2 separate regions of the Danio rerio genome follow, and region 1 is linked to region 2. The links are chromatin contacts, called in public HiCAR-type maps. All regions are on one chromosome and are shown on one strand. The core of a region is the stretch at or near the end of the contact, and the rest is flanking DNA. Distances in the headings are between cores, read along the strand shown. Region 1 has its middle 210 kb from the start of tfap2c. Region 2 holds the start of tfap2c (transcription factor AP-2 gamma (activating enhancer binding protein 2 gamma)).

Region 1 (4,798 bases), core at 673-3,172, 210 kb after region 2:
CACTCCCCTTAACCCAACCGATAGTGTTTTCAAAAGCACCGATTGACATGTCCACAACACTCCCCTTAACCCAACCGATAGTGTTTTCAAAAGCACCGATTGACGTGTCCACAACACTCCCCTTAACCCAACCGATAGTGTTTTCAAAAGCACCGATTGACATGTCCACAACACTCCCCTTAACCTAGGGGTGTCAAACTCAATTCCTGAAGGGCCGAAGCCCTGCACAGTTTAGTTCCAACCCTGCTCCAACACACTTACCTGTAGGTTTCAAACAAGCCTGAAGGACTCAATTAGTTTGATCAGGTGTGCTTAATTAGGGTTGGAACTAAACTGTGCAGGGCTGTGGCCCTTTTGGAACTGAGTTTGACACCTGTGCCTTAACCCAACTGATAGTGTTTTCAAAAGCACAGATTGACGTGTCCACAACACTCCCCTTAACCCAACCGATAGTGTTTGCAAAAGCACTGATTGACGTGTCCACGACACTCCCCTTAACCCAACTGACAGTGTTTTCAAAAGCACAGATCAACCCGCCCACGACACTTCCCTAAACCCAACCCATAGTGTTTTCAAAAGCACTGATTGACGTGTCCACCCCCCTCCCCAAATCCCAACCAATAGTGTTTTTAAAAGCACCCATTGAGCCACCCAAAACACTTCCCTAATCCCAACCCATAATGTTTTCAAAAGCACCGATTAACGTGCCCACACCTAACCCTACACCATGACATCACTAGCTCCATTGAGTGCATTGTGTCTGACATTGCATCTCTGAGAAATGCGATCTCAGTCTGCATCATCATGGCTGCATCCATATAGTATTGCTTTTTGGCTTAGCTTTTGTTGCGTTTTGTACAAAATGCACTTATATTAGTGGCTTTGCCACATTTGCATGGTATTTTGAATGCGAATGGCACTTTATTTAAAGGAAAATTAATAGTGTGACTTGTGATGGATATCATGGATGTTTATAAAATACAAGTTATGTAATATCAACTGTTCCGGACCTTTGACATTAATAAAATTTTAATGGGGACCTAGACATTGAGAACCCCTGTGTAGAGAGACATTCATTCATTAATTTTCGGCTAAGTTCCCTTATTAATCAGGGGTCTCCACAGCGGAATGAACCGCCAACTTATTCTGCATATGTTTCACGCAACCCAAAACTAGGAAACACCCATACACACTCTTTCACACACACTATGGCTTATTTAGCTTATTCAATTTACCTATACCGTGTCTTTGGACTCTTGTGGAAACTGGAGCACCAGGAGGAAACCCATGCCAACACGGAGAAAACAAGCAAACTCCACACAGAAATGCAAACTGACCCAGCCGGGGTTTGAACCAGTGACCACCGTGACGCCCTATAGAAATAAATAAGCTTAATATTAAACAGTACTTGTTAGTTATAATTATACCAACTCAAATGCTTATTTAAAGCTGTACAGTTTATAAATAATTAGCGATTTTTGAGGGTGTACACAGAACATTCATAATTGTGTGAAAGGTTTAAAACATTCAATGTCGGAAAAAACGTTCAGAGCTCAAGTCTTTAAAGGTTTCTGAGGCAAAAGACCCTCGTTAACTAATTAAAAAGGAATTAAAACCTTCACAAATATGTCAGATCGACTAATAGTTTCCTGAGTCTGTCCTGATCACAGGTTTGAACAGATCAGCGGTGAGCAGAACCTCAGGCTCTTCACACTGATCGTCCTCACACACACACACACACACACACACACACACACACACACACACACACACACACACACACACACACACACACACACACACACACACACACACACACACACACACACACACACACACACACACACACACACACTCCACCTAAACAACACTGAGAGAGATTTATTATTATCTACAGATCAACACAGTGTGCACACGCAGGCCAGGTTAGCAGGATGAAACGAATGCGTTTAAATGTGCTACTGTACTAAATCTCTGGCGTGGAGTTGATGAGAGATGAGCAAAACATTGATTTCAAACATACAAATCCGCCTAATAACAACTCACAATTGCCTAATACAAATACAGAACATGAACTGTTAAAATCGTAGATATTTTTAAATAATTTTATTGGGTAGATCTCATTTTATAAACAGATTCAGGAATGTTGCCATTCGTTTTATTATCTAAGGGGGAAAAAGAGGCATATTCGGAAAAACCAACATAAAAACAGCATTTTAGCATTGTCAAAAGGGTTTATGTTCATTTTGTGGATTAAAAACTATTGTAAAATGTGACTTTAAACTAAAATGGTGTAAAATATGGTGTATATTGATATGGAATTATTTCCACGCGCTTACTATCACGACATGATGCTTCTGGAGGCAGTTTGGTTTTTAAACGTTAGTTTTGGGCTCCATCTAGTGGCCAGTGGCTGTCTGTAGTTCAACTATTCATTTATTTATCGTCTGTTATATTTTTTATTTTCTATTTTTGTTTTCCCCAAAATTGTCCTAAAACAAGAATGTGTGCTGTTCAAAAGTTTTTGGACAACTTTAATGAAAGGTGATGATCCACTTCAAATATGTACATACAGTTTAATTCAGAAATATTAGCCCCCTTTATTTTTTTGTTCTTTTTTAAATATTTTCCAAATTATGTTTAACAGAGCAAGGGAATTTTCACAATATGTCTGATAATATTTTTTTCTTCTAGAGAAAGTCTTATTTTTTTTTTTTCCGGCTAGAATAAAAGCATTTTTTTCAATTTTTTAAACACCATTTTAAGGTCAATATTATTAGCCCTTAAGCTATATATTTTTTCGAAAGTCTACAGAACAAACCATTATTATACAATAACTTGCCTAATTACCCTAACCTGCCTAGTTAACCTAATTAACCTAGTTAAGCCTTTAAATGTCCCTTTAAGCTGTATCGAAGTGTCTTAAAAAATAGATAGTAAAATATTACTTACTGTCATCATGGCAAAGATAAAATAAATCAGCTAATAGAAATGAGTTATAAAACAGAAATTGAGGGGGGAAATAAACAGGAGGGCTAATAATTCAGGGGCGCTAATAATTCTGACTTTATACTGGTCAAAGTTTGTGGTCTGTATGATTTTAAACGTTTAAAAAAAAGCTTATCCTGCTCACCAAGGCTGCATTTATTTAATCACAAATACAGTACAAATTGTAAAACTGAAATATTATTGCACTATGAAATACTGTAACTGTTCAAAAGTAGTTTATCGTTTAATTTAATAATTTATTTCAGTGGTTTTAAAGATGAATTTTCAGCTAAATTACAGCAGTCTTCAGAGTCACATAATCCTTCAGAAATCACTCTAATAATAATGATAAATATTACTACTATTAATAATATTACTATTTTATATTATTAATTGTAATAGTAATAAAAGCAATAATGACTGAAGTAATCATTTCATTTGAAACGACATACAATACGAAAGCAGCTATTTAAAAGTTTAATAAATATATATAATTTTTCTTGAAACATTCTTTTTTTTACATTTAATAAATGCTGCTTTGATGAACAGAATAATTTTCTTTAAAAAATAAAAAACAGGAAAAAAAAACACTGACCCCAAACTTTTGTATATATAAATATGTGTATGTTTTATATTTAGGAATATGTGCTATTTAATAGTTTTAAGACAACTTTGATGAAGGTGATCACTTAAAATGTTGACTACTCTATAAAGCAATATATATTCTTGTTTTTTAATGGGTTCCTTCTTTTTATATTAACACAAATTTTTAAGTGGATCAAAGTATTGACCAACATTGAGTAATTTAAGCATTGAGCATACAGTCCTCCGCATATATGTGTACATCCCTCACAGATCTCTTTTTTAAATTCACATTTTTAATATTAAGCTATACAGCATTATAGTTATGCATATACTTTACATTAGATTAGTCAGTGCTGAAGCCAAATCTGGAGCTAATCTAACAAAATAACTTACGATAATGGCCAAAAAACTTGTACAGCCAAATGTATATATTATAGAAACATATGAAATACAAATTTAAAAAGAGGAAAAATCAAAAGAAGCAAAACAATGAAAACATTTAGTTGAATTTTTTTTAGTTTGTTTTTTGCAATATTTTGCTTGAATTTAATTGAATATCTTTCAATTTCCAAATATGTTTGATTAAACTATTATTTTAATAAATACATCTGTTTAATTAATCTGTTTTGTTTAAATGCACCAAAATACACTTAATATAGATTCACTGAGAAATGGAGAAAAATATTCATTTTCAAAATAGAGTGTACTTAATTATGAACACTGAATATGTAACGCAGGCCAGCTAGTAAGTGCTGTGCTGGTACACCTCACTCCTCTGAACTGCTCTAGCCACAAACATTAAAGGCTATGGTCTTAAGCCTCCTTGTTAGAGCAACCGACTCCCATGCGGAAGGCCGCCGGTTCGATACCAGCTAGGGATGGGTGGTGTATGACCGACAGGGTTTCATATATATGCCTTTATTTACATAAAATGTAACTTATTTGTCATGATTTTTATTTTTAAATCTTTTTTTTTTTTTTTTTTTTGAGGGCGAGTATTTTTTGAAAAGTAATTCTGTCAGTAGACATAACACAACATATGAATGTGCTGAAACTCTGATTTGGAACATTTATCGTTGTGTATATAAAAATATCTAAAGGATGAAAAAAGATGCTATAAACACTATTAAAATGCTCTACTATAATAGGCAACACGGTGGCGCAGTGGGTAGCGCTGTTAGCTGTTTGCAAATTCTCCACGTGTTAGCATAGGTGCTCTGGTTTC
Region 2 (4,716 bases), core at 1,452-3,951:
ATTACAATGCTAAATAGGTCTTTAGCAGATAATTGAGAGAATATTTAAAAAGAAACTGCGCAAAAATGAATAAACTGAGCTGCAGAGTTTTACGATCAATCCTATGTCTAATTATATTTATTTATTTGTGTTACTAAAATTTTATTATTACTAAAAAAAACAAATAAATAAGCCTGCATTTAATTTAAATATTACAATGAATGTGTATCGCAGTATGCGTATTATATATTTTAAGCGCTTTGGGGCCTTATTGTTCCCTTATCGGGGCCTGCAAATTGAAAAGCACCTTTAGTAATTAATACATTTTAAAATACATCAATAAATCAGTTAAAATATCACGTTTTGCACCTAAATTGTTTGGGGAATTACACATTGCGTATGATAACATCTAAATTAACTGCTTTTATTTGAGTCCAAAATGCTTTTTGATACGAATTTAAGCTAAAAACAGACGAAGCCTAATGCATGCATGTTAAAATCGCTATTAAAACAAATCATCTTATTCGCATGCTATTTTCGGTCACATATTAGCATTGCATTTGAGTTTAACTAAAACTATAAGTGAGTTTTTAAAGTTACACCAAATTAGACATTTCAGATTTCACTATGCACAAATATAGGCTGAATAATAATTTGTGTTATGACAATTGTCATTGATGCATCACATTATTGCTTTGAAGTGTGTGTTTTGCTTGCGCTTTCACCAGGTTACATAAGTAGATGTTTGTCCTTAGGGGTTACAGTAGATTGTGTGAAAGATCTGACAGTAACGGAGAATCAAACCTGATGAAACTCTGCATGCAGTCAGGTCAGAGAGAATCAAACCCGCTTCATTTCACCGAGTCCGAGCCGAGGACAAACAGCCGCGGGCGATTTGACCCATAATTACATTTAATTCTCCTGCACACGGCCGACTTTAAGCGGGATTATCCTTCATTTAGGCAGTTTGCTTTCTTCTTAGCGTGCTTTCTTCCTTATTTTGATTCTTTTGCTTGCTTAAAGGAATTATAGTTATTTTTACGGATTTCAAAATGTCTAATTCGAGGACGTTTTCCGGTCTTTTTATATATTTTTTATTCTAAGTAATGCTGGGTTATTTAAATCCAAATTGGGTACAGATATGTCTTAACAAAACCGCTGAGTAACATTTAGTCCTATTATTTTAATAAAAAAAATATCCCAGGAGTTAGGTTAGTCTCTATTTCACCCAAAATTGGATTGAAATGACCCGGTATTTATTTACAGTCTGTTATCCATATTTAAAATGTATATATTACTTTGTGTTATTAATAAAAAATATTAATGTTTATAATAAATATGAAATATAAGTATTATATAATATAATTATTTATAAATTGCATTATTTTGCTATGTTGTTGCTGATCATTTTATTATTATTTTGGTTATTTTTTATTGTTGTTTTATTTATTTATTATTATTATTATTATTACCACTATTATTTTTACTAGTATTATTATTATTAGCATTATTATTATATTGTCTTTATAGTATCATATAGTATCATAAATGTTGCGTATTTATCTAATTTAAAAATATTTCTCTGTTACACTCTAAATACATTGGTGCAGTGTATGTAAGTGTAAAATTAGTGGATGTTTAATTTCTTTAACATCTTTATCTTATGCTTTTGTTTTTATAGAGTCAGACTAAAATATAATGGATTATGTTTTGCAAAAAATATCTTATCGTTTGTCTACTTTTTTTGAAATATGTAAATATTATAAAATATTATATGTCTGTCTGTCTGTCTGTCTGTCTATCCATCCATCCATCCATCCATCCATCCATCCATCCATCCATCCATCCATCCATCCATCCATCCATCCATCCATCCATCCATCCATCCGTCTGTCTGTCTGTCTGTCTGTCTGTCTGTCTGTCTGTCTGTCTCATATTTATTCAATTATTATAACATTCCGTTTTAATTTAAAGTCCTTAGTTTTATTGGCCTGCAATAGTTTGGGCTTAATTCATCACTCTTTTGCTCTAAAAATGCAGGGTTGTTTCAACTCAAACGTGCACAAACCTACCTGCACAAATCCAGCAAGGGTCATTATTGTATTGCGTCGGTCCATATTTAACCCACGTTAGCTTTTGAAACTGCTGTGTTGAGTTGACCTGAGTTCAGTATATTGTATTTAATATTCTTCAGATGAGTCACGAGACCATATAGTGTTCAATAGAAACTCCAGACGCACGCGAGCTCTGTTGCCCCGATGAAGGCAAGAGTTTACCGAACCACGTAGGCGCCGTTTTAAGCAATAGCCATGCCAATAAAGGCTTTTTATTAAGTTTTTCAAGTGCCTCAAACTTTTTTTTCCCGTTAATTCTGATGAATTCCTTACCCAAAGAGCCCTGATACATTAATTAAGCTATCCCTGAGCTCTTTTTGTATAAATTTTGCTTTAAAGATGTTTTCAGAGAGCTGTTGTCTGTGCACTCTCTGTCATTAAATGGCGAAAACATCACAACTTTTTCGTTCAGGATTAATTGGCCCTCAGAACAGACGGACGGATTTGTGATTGGTCCATCGCTCTGACAGCGACCAATCAACTCCAGCTTGTTTGCTCTGACGTCACCTCCACCCAGATTTTTAACGCCCACAAGCGGCTCGTGTGAATATAGTGTTGAGAGTCCAAAGCGAGTCAGCGAGTCGAGACTGTCCGTCAGAGGGAGTCACTGCTTCTGTCCCGCGTTTCACTTTGGATCGAGTTAGTTGTTCGTGCAATTAGTTTCGAGTCTCGATGTGCGTCAGTTTCTCTTCAGTTTTCCTCCTCCTTCAACACTGAGTTGATGCTTCACTTGTGCGCAGCGCGCGCCGGACTCTCTGGATTATTTTCTAGACCGCAAACTAACTCTTGCACAGATACACACTTCTGAGATCCAGCCTCACAGAAACAACATGTTGTGGAAATTAGCAGATAACGTCAAGTATGAAGATGACTGCGAGGTAAGAGGAACTGAGGAGGCGCGCGCTTTTTTATTTTATGCGGAGACGCGCGCATTTTGTGTGCTTATAATTTTAAAACGCGGAAATTAGATGTTTTCTATTTACAAATCGTATGCAAAGTGAGCTCTAGGGGAAGAAAAAAGTTTTCTAGAAGCAATGGTTCGCAGCTTGTATAACCATTACAATTTACGATGAAGAAAATAAGCAATAGTCTTATTTATTTTTACATTTTTAAATGCGCATTTGCACATCCAAAGACAAAATGCGTTCCTTAAAATATTATTTAACTACAACGCAAATGCATAAATCAATAAACACACTATATATATATATATATATATATATATATATATATATATATATATATATATATATATATATATATGTATATATATATATATATATATATATATATATATATGTATATATATATATATATATATATATATATATATATATATATATATATATATATATATATATATATATATAGGCTATTATCAAAATTTGTTTTGCATTTAATAATAATAAAATAGTAATCACAATGATTATAGGCTTAATAAAAATGTCAACGCAATTTCATTTCAGACGCAGTTATTGCACGTTTTGTCAATGCACATTTTTTGTTGGCCTGTATTTAAACTTACACTCTTTAAAAAGTGCTAAGTTGTCCCAACATTGGGTCAAGCAGCTATGGACAAACTCACATTTCAATTAAATTGACATTATGCTTTTTTACGCAGCAGTTGTACATATTTGACCCAGCGTTGAGTTACATTAACCCTGCTTTATTTAAGAGTCGCATCATTGTCCACTCACCGTTGTTTTCGATATCTGTTTTCAGGATGAATATGAGTGAAAACCTCGAAGACTAATTCCCGCGGTCGCCTAAGCTGTCTAGAAATGTCGCGTCGCTCTTTGTCATTCATGTGATTCTGGTGACAGTAAACTATCCGAGCAACTTGGCCTGACAATAGAAGTCATGAATGCACAAGAGCCGAACACCGACTCAAAAGACGAGCACCTCTGTTGATGTTTCAGTCATCTGAATGAGAAAGAGAACAAAAGACTTTGTAAAAATGTTTGGATAGGTAAAACTACACGTTGCATGTGATAACATCGAATTAACCGCGTTGATTTGAGTCAAATCTGCGATTTGATCAATAAACTTACAGTTTAAGGATGAAATTAATTAAGTAGCCTAATGCATGTTTTAATTATTTAAATAGAAAAAAATGCATATAAATTAAAGCAAGCAATGGTTTAATTCAGCCTTGCATACGTTATTATTGCAGGTATTTATTTATATACCTGTATTTATGACAAAGTGCGAGACAAAAGTGTTCAGGAATATAAAAGTGATTTAAAAACAGTTTTAAGAAGTTTTTGGTTTATTTAGATTTGAAAATATTGTTTTTGTTATTTTTATTAATCCAGATATGCATTTGTCAGTGTATTCATTTAATCACACAACCAAAAATCATTGCAGTTAATACAAAAATCCATAATTATATAAAAATATATATATTAAAAATTCCTTTATATTTACAATTATACAGATGCTTTAATCTAAAGCAATTTGAGTATAAAAGCTCTCAAATCACTAGAGAGGTGCAATATAGATGCAGTGTATATAGTATATTTGCTGAAAAACTACTTGTTTAAAAGGAGCCGAAACGACACAATTCTTAAGGGTTTTTGGGGACAACTTAATTGTTTTAAGTTTAATCCTCTTAAATTTGTAA

The links. HiCAR-type assays count read pairs that join an accessible place to other places.
Region 1: a contact with region 2 is called in a HiCAR-type map of caudal fin, with 6 times the contacts expected there. The contact joins the enhancer-like site here to the promoter of tfap2c in region 2. A contact is called at or near these places in 6 of 18 Hi-C or Micro-C datasets (caudal fin, embryo, hematopoietic stem cells and 1 more) and 2 of 4 datasets of contacts at active chromatin or transcription factors (caudal fin and gastrula embryo).

The regions. Positions count from the first base shown.
Region 1 is chr6:59,053,954-59,058,751 of GRCz12tu, forward strand. No RefSeq gene overlaps it. Among named protein-coding and RNA genes, the nearest start is that of tfap2c, 210 kb to the left of the region's middle. Within about 2 kb of position 1,923, at least 4 of the 62 cell types and tissues checked have an H3K27ac peak or open chromatin away from gene starts, as enhancers often do. A contact at or near this core is called in caudal fin, where this site is marked.
Region 2 is chr6:58,840,955-58,845,670 of GRCz12tu, forward strand. tfap2c (transcription factor AP-2 gamma (activating enhancer binding protein 2 gamma)) reads left to right here and starts at 2,702. Exons shown (of 7, transcript NM_001008576.2): 1 at 2,702-2,971. The coding sequence starts at 2,924.